2 separate regions of the Macaca mulatta genome follow, and region 1 is linked to region 2. A link is a contact called in public Hi-C data. All regions are on one chromosome and are shown on one strand. Each heading gives the region's core, a stretch centred on a gene start, on an enhancer-like site or on the middle of the called end of the contact. The rest is flanking DNA. Distances are from core to core; before and after follow the strand shown.

Region 1 (3,747 bases), core at 512-3,011, 120 kb before region 2:
TGCGCTCGGCCATGATTCTCATCTCCCAAAATCCTCAAACCCAGTCCCTTCATCTCTTGTCTGGTTTATCTGAATTCACTTTCGCCCCCTTTGATCTATTCTCCACACAACAGCCAGAGAGCTCTTTCAAATGCATGAATGGGATCACTGCTCCGCATAAAACCCTTCAAGGGGCCGGGCGCGGTGGCTCACGCCTGTAACCCCAGCACTTGGGGAGGCCAAGGCAGGCGAATGACTTGAGGTCAGGAGTTCGAGACCAGCCTGGCCAACATGGTGAAACCTCGTCTCTACTACAATATAAAAATTAACCGGGCATGGTGGTGGGCCCCTGTAATCCCAGCTACTCGCGAGGCTGAGGCACGAGAGTAACTTGAACCCGGGAGGCGGAGGTTTCAGTGAGCCGAGAAAGCGCCACTGCACTTTAACCTGGGAGACACAGCGAGATTTCGTCTCAAAAAAAGAGAAACCATCAGGGGCTCTCCACGGCACTGGGAAGCAGCCAGCCCGACGGGCGGACCCTTTTCGTGGGTGAAGGTCTCCGACCTCGGCCGGCCTCGGACCTCATCTCCTCCCTGTTTGAGGGGCCACACCCCCAGCTCCGGGGCTTCGCAGCAGCCCTGGGCGCCTCCCGGACAGACGCTGTTCTCCCCGCTGGTTCTCGAATAGGGCCCAGGACACAGTAGACTCTTAATGTCTGCCTGCCTAACAGACGAACGCCGGATGCCTGCCTTCGGCCCCGAGCCGGCGCTTCGGGGCTTTCTGTGGAAGTGGGGCAAGTGGTTACAGCACAGTTCCCCCGCGCTCGCCATTTCCACATCCAGTTCCGCGAGGCCCCCCGAAGGCGCCGTTAGCAACCTAGTCCCAAGAGGGTTGCAAGAGATTGGGAAAAGAAGCGCCAACACCTACAGAACCCAGGCCGACCCTGACCCGGAAATCAATTCTCAACCGGGACCTTTTCCCACCCAAGCAGGCGGGTCGGATGTCTGCCTCTGGCCCGCCCCCGAGCCGTCATTGGGTGGAATAACCAGAAGAGGGCAGGGACGTGGTCAAAGTCTAGCTCCTTTTTTTTTTTTTTTTTTTTTTTTGAGACGGAGTCTCGCTCTGTCGCCCAGGCTGGAGTGCAGTGGCGCGATCTCGGCTCACTGCAAGCTCCGCCTCCCGGGTTCACGCCATTCTCCTGCCTCAGCCTCCCGAGTAGCTGGGACTACAGGCGCCCACAACCGCGCCCGGCTAATTTTTTGTATTTTTTAGTAGAGACGGGGTTTCACCGTGGTCTCGATCTTCTGACCTTGTGATCCGCCCGCCTCGGCCTCCCAAAGTGCTGGGATTACAGGCGTGAGCCACCGCGCCCGGCCAAAGTCTAGCTCTTTATTGGTTAAAACGTATGGAACTGGAGGAGAAGGTGGCACCTACCTTCCTTCGGACTTCTCATTGGCTAAGAAAAAAACTCGCTCGGCCCTCGGACTCTCATTGGCTGAAGTCGAGGGAGGGTGGTGTTTTATTATCCTCCGGGTCCCACGCTGGCTAGTAGGAGAGACTGGTGCTCGCCACGCCCCGTGGGCTAACCCGCTTCATTTTAAATAAAAAGTCGAAGAGACGGCGGTCGTTTTCCCGAAGCCATGGGGCCGCCCATGGGCCCTGTGCTCCCCGGAGGCCCTGGAGTCTTGCTGAGCCCGGGGAGTTAGGGTGTCGCGAGCGGTGAGGGAGCCCGGAACGATTCCTTCGCGGAACCATTGAGGCGAGGCCTCTGGGAGCACTTTGTGGGACGGACCATGGCGGGCCCTGCCAGACGCGCAGGGATGGCGGCGGAGGCGGCCGATCTGGGGCTGGGGGCTGCTGTCCCCGTGGAGCTGCGGCGGGAGCGACGCATGGTGTGCGTGGAGTACCCGGGCGTGGTCCGTGACGTGGCTAAGATGCTACCGACTCTGGGCGGCGAGGAAGGCGTCTCCCGGGTAAGGGGCTGGGAATGTCCGTGTTGGAATAAGAACTCGGAGTCGCAAAGAAAACGAGCACTCAAAGGATTTCTCAGCAAGGGAAATTTAGCAAATTTATGCAGAAGGGTGCTGCTCGCTCTTATGGCGGCTGCGAGAGCTAACTGAACAAAGGAGGGGAAGGTTTTTGGTTTGTTTGTTTTTAGACAGGGTTTCGCTCTTGTTGCCCAGGCTGGAGTGCAGTGGCGCGATCTCGGCTCACTGCAAGCTCCGCCTCCCGGGTTCCAGCGATTCTCCTGCCTCAGCCTCCCGAGTAGCTGGGATTACAGGCGCACGCCACCGCACCCTGCTAATTGTGTGTTTTTAGTAGAGACGGGGTTTCACCATGTGAAGGGGTGGCCTGCCCCTCCACACCTGTGGGCATTTCTTGTTAGGTGGAACCAGAGACTTGAGAAAAGAAATGAGACACAGAGATGTCTCATCAATGAGATATAGAGAAAGAACAAGTGGGCCCAGGAGACCGCGCTCAGCATACGAGGAGCCAGGCTGGCGCCGGTCTCTGAGTTCCCTCAGTATTTATTGATCATTATCTTTACTATCTTAGAAAAAGGGAGGTGACAGGATAATAGGATCCTTGTAGGGAGAAGGTCAGCAGTAAGACATATGAATAAAGATCTCTGTGACGTGAATAAGTTTAAGGAAAAGTGCTGTGCCTTGATATGCATATGCAAACATCTCCATAAACCTTTTTAGTGCATAAAGAGCAGCATTGCGCTAGCAAGTCCCACCTTCAGCCTGAGGGGCGGTTTTCTCCTTTCTCAGTAAACAGAACATACAATCGGGTTTTACACCTAGATGTTCCATTGCCCAGGGACAGATGCTTTTCTCTATCTCAACTGCCAAAAGGCCTTCTTTCCTCTTACACTAGTCCTCCTCAGCACAGACCCTTCGCGGGTGTCAGGTTGGGGGACAATCAGGTCTTTCCCTTCCCACGAGGCCATATTTCAGACTGTCACATGGGGAGAAACCTTGGACTATACCTAGCTTTCCTAGGCAGAGGTCCCTGCAACTTTCTGCAGTGTATGTGTCCCTGGGTACTTGAGATTAAGAGAATGGTGATGACTTTTAACCAGCAAGCTGCCTTCAGGCACTTGTTTAACAAAGCACATCCTGCACAGCCCAAAATCCGTTAAACCTTGAGTCACCACAGCACATGTCTCTTGCAAGGACAGGGTTTAGGGTAGGGTCACAGATTAACAGCATCTCAAATACAGAACAAAATGGAGTCTCTTATGTCTACTTCTTTCTATATAGACACAGTAACAGTCTGATCTCTCTTTTCCCCACAACCATGTTGGTCAGGCTTGTTGGAAATAAATTTTGGGTGCCACAAAGAAAAATCAGCACTCCGGCAAAAAGTTTTCTCAACAAGGCAAATTTACTTCTATAGAAGGGTGCGTCTTGCCGATGAAGCAATGGCGGGAGCACACCGACAAGGGAGGGGAAGGGGTTCTTATCCCTTATGCAGCTAGTCTCTACTGCTGTGTCTTTCCCATATGGGCTAGGGTTGGACCGCACAGTCTAAGCTAATTCCCATTGGCTATTTCAAAGAGGGCAGGGACACAGGCCTGAGTGGCGGGGTGAGTAGTTTCAGCAGGAAGGATGGTTACAGAGCAGGTAACTAAGGATGACTAAGGACAGAGCAGGTGATAGAGGCTAGGAAGGGGCTGTTTACTGAAACTAAGGGCAAGGAGGTGTAAAGAATGAGGAGTTAAACTTTAATTTATTATATATATTATATTTATATATATTTATT
Region 2 (3,289 bases), core at 276-2,775:
GAACCCTGACGCTCCAACAAGGACAGTCTTGCCCCACAAGAGTGGTCCAGTGCTTGGGCGCACTCTGCACCACCCCAGGCCCTCAGCCCTTCAGCCCCCCAGGCTTCTCTTGCTCAGAAGGACCTCCAAGAAGAAGGCATTTTCCACAGACTTCGGTGGGTAGTGGGAGCATCCCCAGTGGAGACCCAAGGCCGACAGACACGTCTACGAGCCTGTGGGACCCTTGGGGTCACCCAGGCCGAACATTCCAATGTATAGCGCAGGAATTTGAGGCTTCCTTTCCTACAGTCCCCTCCACACTGAAGGGGTCTTCTCCTGCTTCTAGGTGATCACAGCGCTGAACACAGAACCCCACAATCTGTCCTCTCCAGGCTGCCCCAGCCCACACAGATCCTGGGAACCCTGGAGAACCCCCGCCCATCAAGCCGGCGTGTCCTCCCCTTGCCCCCTAACCCCGTGCCATGGCCCCGGGCATGTTGTTGGGTACTGGATGCACGTGCCCATGACAGAGCAGCCCCCGCCCTCTTTCATCTTTTCCCCAGTCACTTCCCCAGCGTCCCGTCCTACTCTGAGTCCCAGGAAGTGTGTGGTGTGTGTGTCTGCGTGTGTGTGAGCATGTGTGCGCAGGCCTGCGCCTGTGCGTGCGCGGAGAAGCCCAGGCAAAAGAGCCCACATGGGAGATGGGCAGGGGTCCTCAGGATCTTAGAGGCTGTCATTCCCAAAGCAAACCCCATGGGAAGGGTGAGCCGAACCCTTCCTGGCCTAAGAGGTCGGAACCCTCCCTTCACCTCTGGACTCCGCCCACTTCGTGTGCCCCGGGCCAGTCCCTGCCCCTCTCCTGTCCTCAGTTTCCCTACTGTCCCGGGCGGGGTTGGGCGCGGAGCTGCGTAAGCGCACGCTCAGCGTGGACGCCGCGCCGGGCTCCCTCCCCTCGGTGGGTGTGGGCGGGGGCGGGCGGTCCTCCCTCCACCCGCGACGCGGGGTTGGGGCCGGCGCGCACTCACCTGGCAATCTACCATCATCCTCAGCCTCGGTGGCTCATCGCCGGCCCCACGGCGGGGCCCGGGGCTCGCAGAGGCAGCTCGCCTCGGCCCGCGCGCGGCGCAGGGGTGCGCCCGGCTGCGGGGCTCATGGCGCGGCCTCCGGTCCCCGCCGGGCCCAGGACTCTGTGGCCCCCGGGGCCGCCCCAGCCGCCGCCAGCGCCGCTCCCATTGTCTGCGCCGCGCTGCGCTCCGGCCGCTCGGGCCCCGCCGCTCGGTTCCGCCCCGGCTCCCGGGGCTCGGGCCTGGGTGGGCGGGGACAGCTGCGGCCCCGCCCCAGCCCGCCTGCAGGTGCGAGGGGCGCGCCCCGACGCGCGAGCTCGGGGGCGCGCTCGGGGGCGCGCTCAGGCCTCCCTCCAGCTGGCCGACGCGGGTGTTCCCAGCGCGGGGCAGCCGGGCCTGGAATCCAAGGCCGGGCGCGCACACGGGGCCTGCGCGGGACCGCAGACAGCGCGTGCACGTCACTCCGCCTCGCCGCGCGCACGCGCCACGCGCCACGCGCCACGCGCCAAGCGCTGTGTGCGGCAGATCTCACGTGTCCCTCCGCCCCAGCCGCCTGCTCAGTACTCCCCACCCCGCCAGGACCTAGGGCCAACCTCGCCCCAGTCAGGCGGGGGCCGCTGACTCGGCGCGCCGGCGTCACCAAATATACACGCTCACCCTCTCGCCCAGCACCCCGATGCCACCTGCTGGACTCGGCTCGGCGGACGGCTGGGAGCTGGGGGACCCAAGGTGACAGCGGACTCAGCCTGGGCAGGGAGAAAGTCAGGTCTTCCCTTCCCCACCTCCATCCTTGTCTTCCCTGACAGCACCCGGGACCACGAGGTCCAGCTGCAGCTTCAGCTGGTGTAAGATGGGGCTCGAGGGAGCTTGGGGGAAGGAGGCCTCACACAGGGGTTGAGCTAGTGTTGGGGGTAGTCAGTGTTATTAGGGCTCACTGATTTCGTCCCTTTTTATTATTTATTTATTTATTTATTTATTTATTTATTTATTTATTTATTTGTGTTTTGAGATGTAGTCTCATTTGTTTGTTTTTTGAGACGAAGTCTCACTCTTGTCCCCCAGGCTGGAATGCAATGGTGCGATCTCGGCTCACTGCAACCTCCGCCTCCTGGGTTCAAGCAATTCTCCTGCCTCAGCCTCCGGAGTAGCTGGGATTACAGGCACCTGCCACCACGCCCGGCTGATTTTGTATTGTAGTAGAGACGGGGTTTCACCATGTTGGCCAGGCTGTTCTCGAACCCCTGACCTCAGGTGATCTACCCACCTCGGCCTCCCAAAGTGTTGGGATTACAGGCGTGAGCCACTGTGCCTGGCCATCCCTTTTGATTTATTTATTTTTTTGAGACAGAGTCTCACTCTGTCACCCAGGCTGGAGTGCAATGGCACAGTCTCGGCTCATTGCAACCTCTGCCTCCCAGGTTCAAGTGATTCTCCCATCTCAGCCTCCCGAGTAGCTGGGACTACAGGCATGTGCCACCACACCTGGCTAATTTTTGTATTTTTAGTAGAGATGGGGTTTCACTGTGTTGGCCAGGCGGGTCTGGAACTTCTGACCTTGTAATCTGCCCACCTCGGCCTCCCGAAGTGCTGGGATTACAGGCGTGAGCCACTGTGCCCAGCCCTTTTTATTTTTAAAACAACTATGTAGAGACGAAGTCTCACTATGTTGCCCAGGCTGGTTTGAAACTCTTGGGTTCCAGCGATCCTCCTGCCTTGGCCTCCTAAAGTGCTGGAATTACAGGCGTGAGCCACCATGCCCGGCCTCATTCAACTTTACATCAGAGCCAAGGCACCAGCATTGCAGGCCACTCAGCTCTGACTGGCCAGGCCCTGCTGTGCGTGGTGACCCCCACACTTCATGGCTCTTCCCCCGTTGCTCATCCCCGAGCTGGTCATCAGAGGCCTCATCCTGTGTTGGGGCCTCGCTGGCCAGGTTTCCCCTGAGTCCAGCACTTGGGCCCCATTTATATAGATCCCCCTGCTGGGACAGACCGGCAGTGACCCCCGCCTCCTTGCCTGGCATTCAGAACCCTGTGTGACCTGGTCCCTATACCCCAACTCTAGCCTCCTGGGGCCATGGTGACCCAGGGACCCCATCAAGCTCCTGCCTCTCTCAGAGCCCCCTGTCAGCACTGCCCCTCCCTGTATCATCCTCCACAATGCACTCACCTTCAGAGCTGCACTCCTCCCACCCCATGCAGTGCACAGTCTTGAACCCAGATGACCTGGGTTCAAACCTGCAGCTG

Evidence for each region. A called contact is a pair of places that touch in the nucleus more often than the background predicts.
Region 1: a Hi-C map of liver shows a contact between it and region 2, with 6 times the contacts expected there. The contact joins the promoter of GTF3C5 here to the promoter of RALGDS in region 2. A contact is called at or near these places in 5 of 14 Hi-C or Micro-C datasets (CD4 T cells, blood, fetal cortex germinal zone and 2 more).

The regions. Positions count from the first base shown.
Region 1 is chr15:14,420,696-14,424,442 of T2T-MMU8v2.0, reverse strand. It overlaps GTF3C5 (general transcription factor IIIC subunit 5), which reads left to right and starts at 1,761. Exons shown (of 10, transcript XR_013405353.1): 1 at 1,761-1,952. It overlaps LOC144335003 (a long non-coding RNA gene), which reads right to left and starts at 902. Exons shown (of 2, transcript XR_013405364.1): 1 at 626-902.
Region 2 is chr15:14,304,712-14,308,000 of T2T-MMU8v2.0, reverse strand. RALGDS (ral guanine nucleotide dissociation stimulator) reads right to left here and starts at 1,525. Exons shown (of 18, transcript XM_077967336.1): 1 at 1,467-1,525.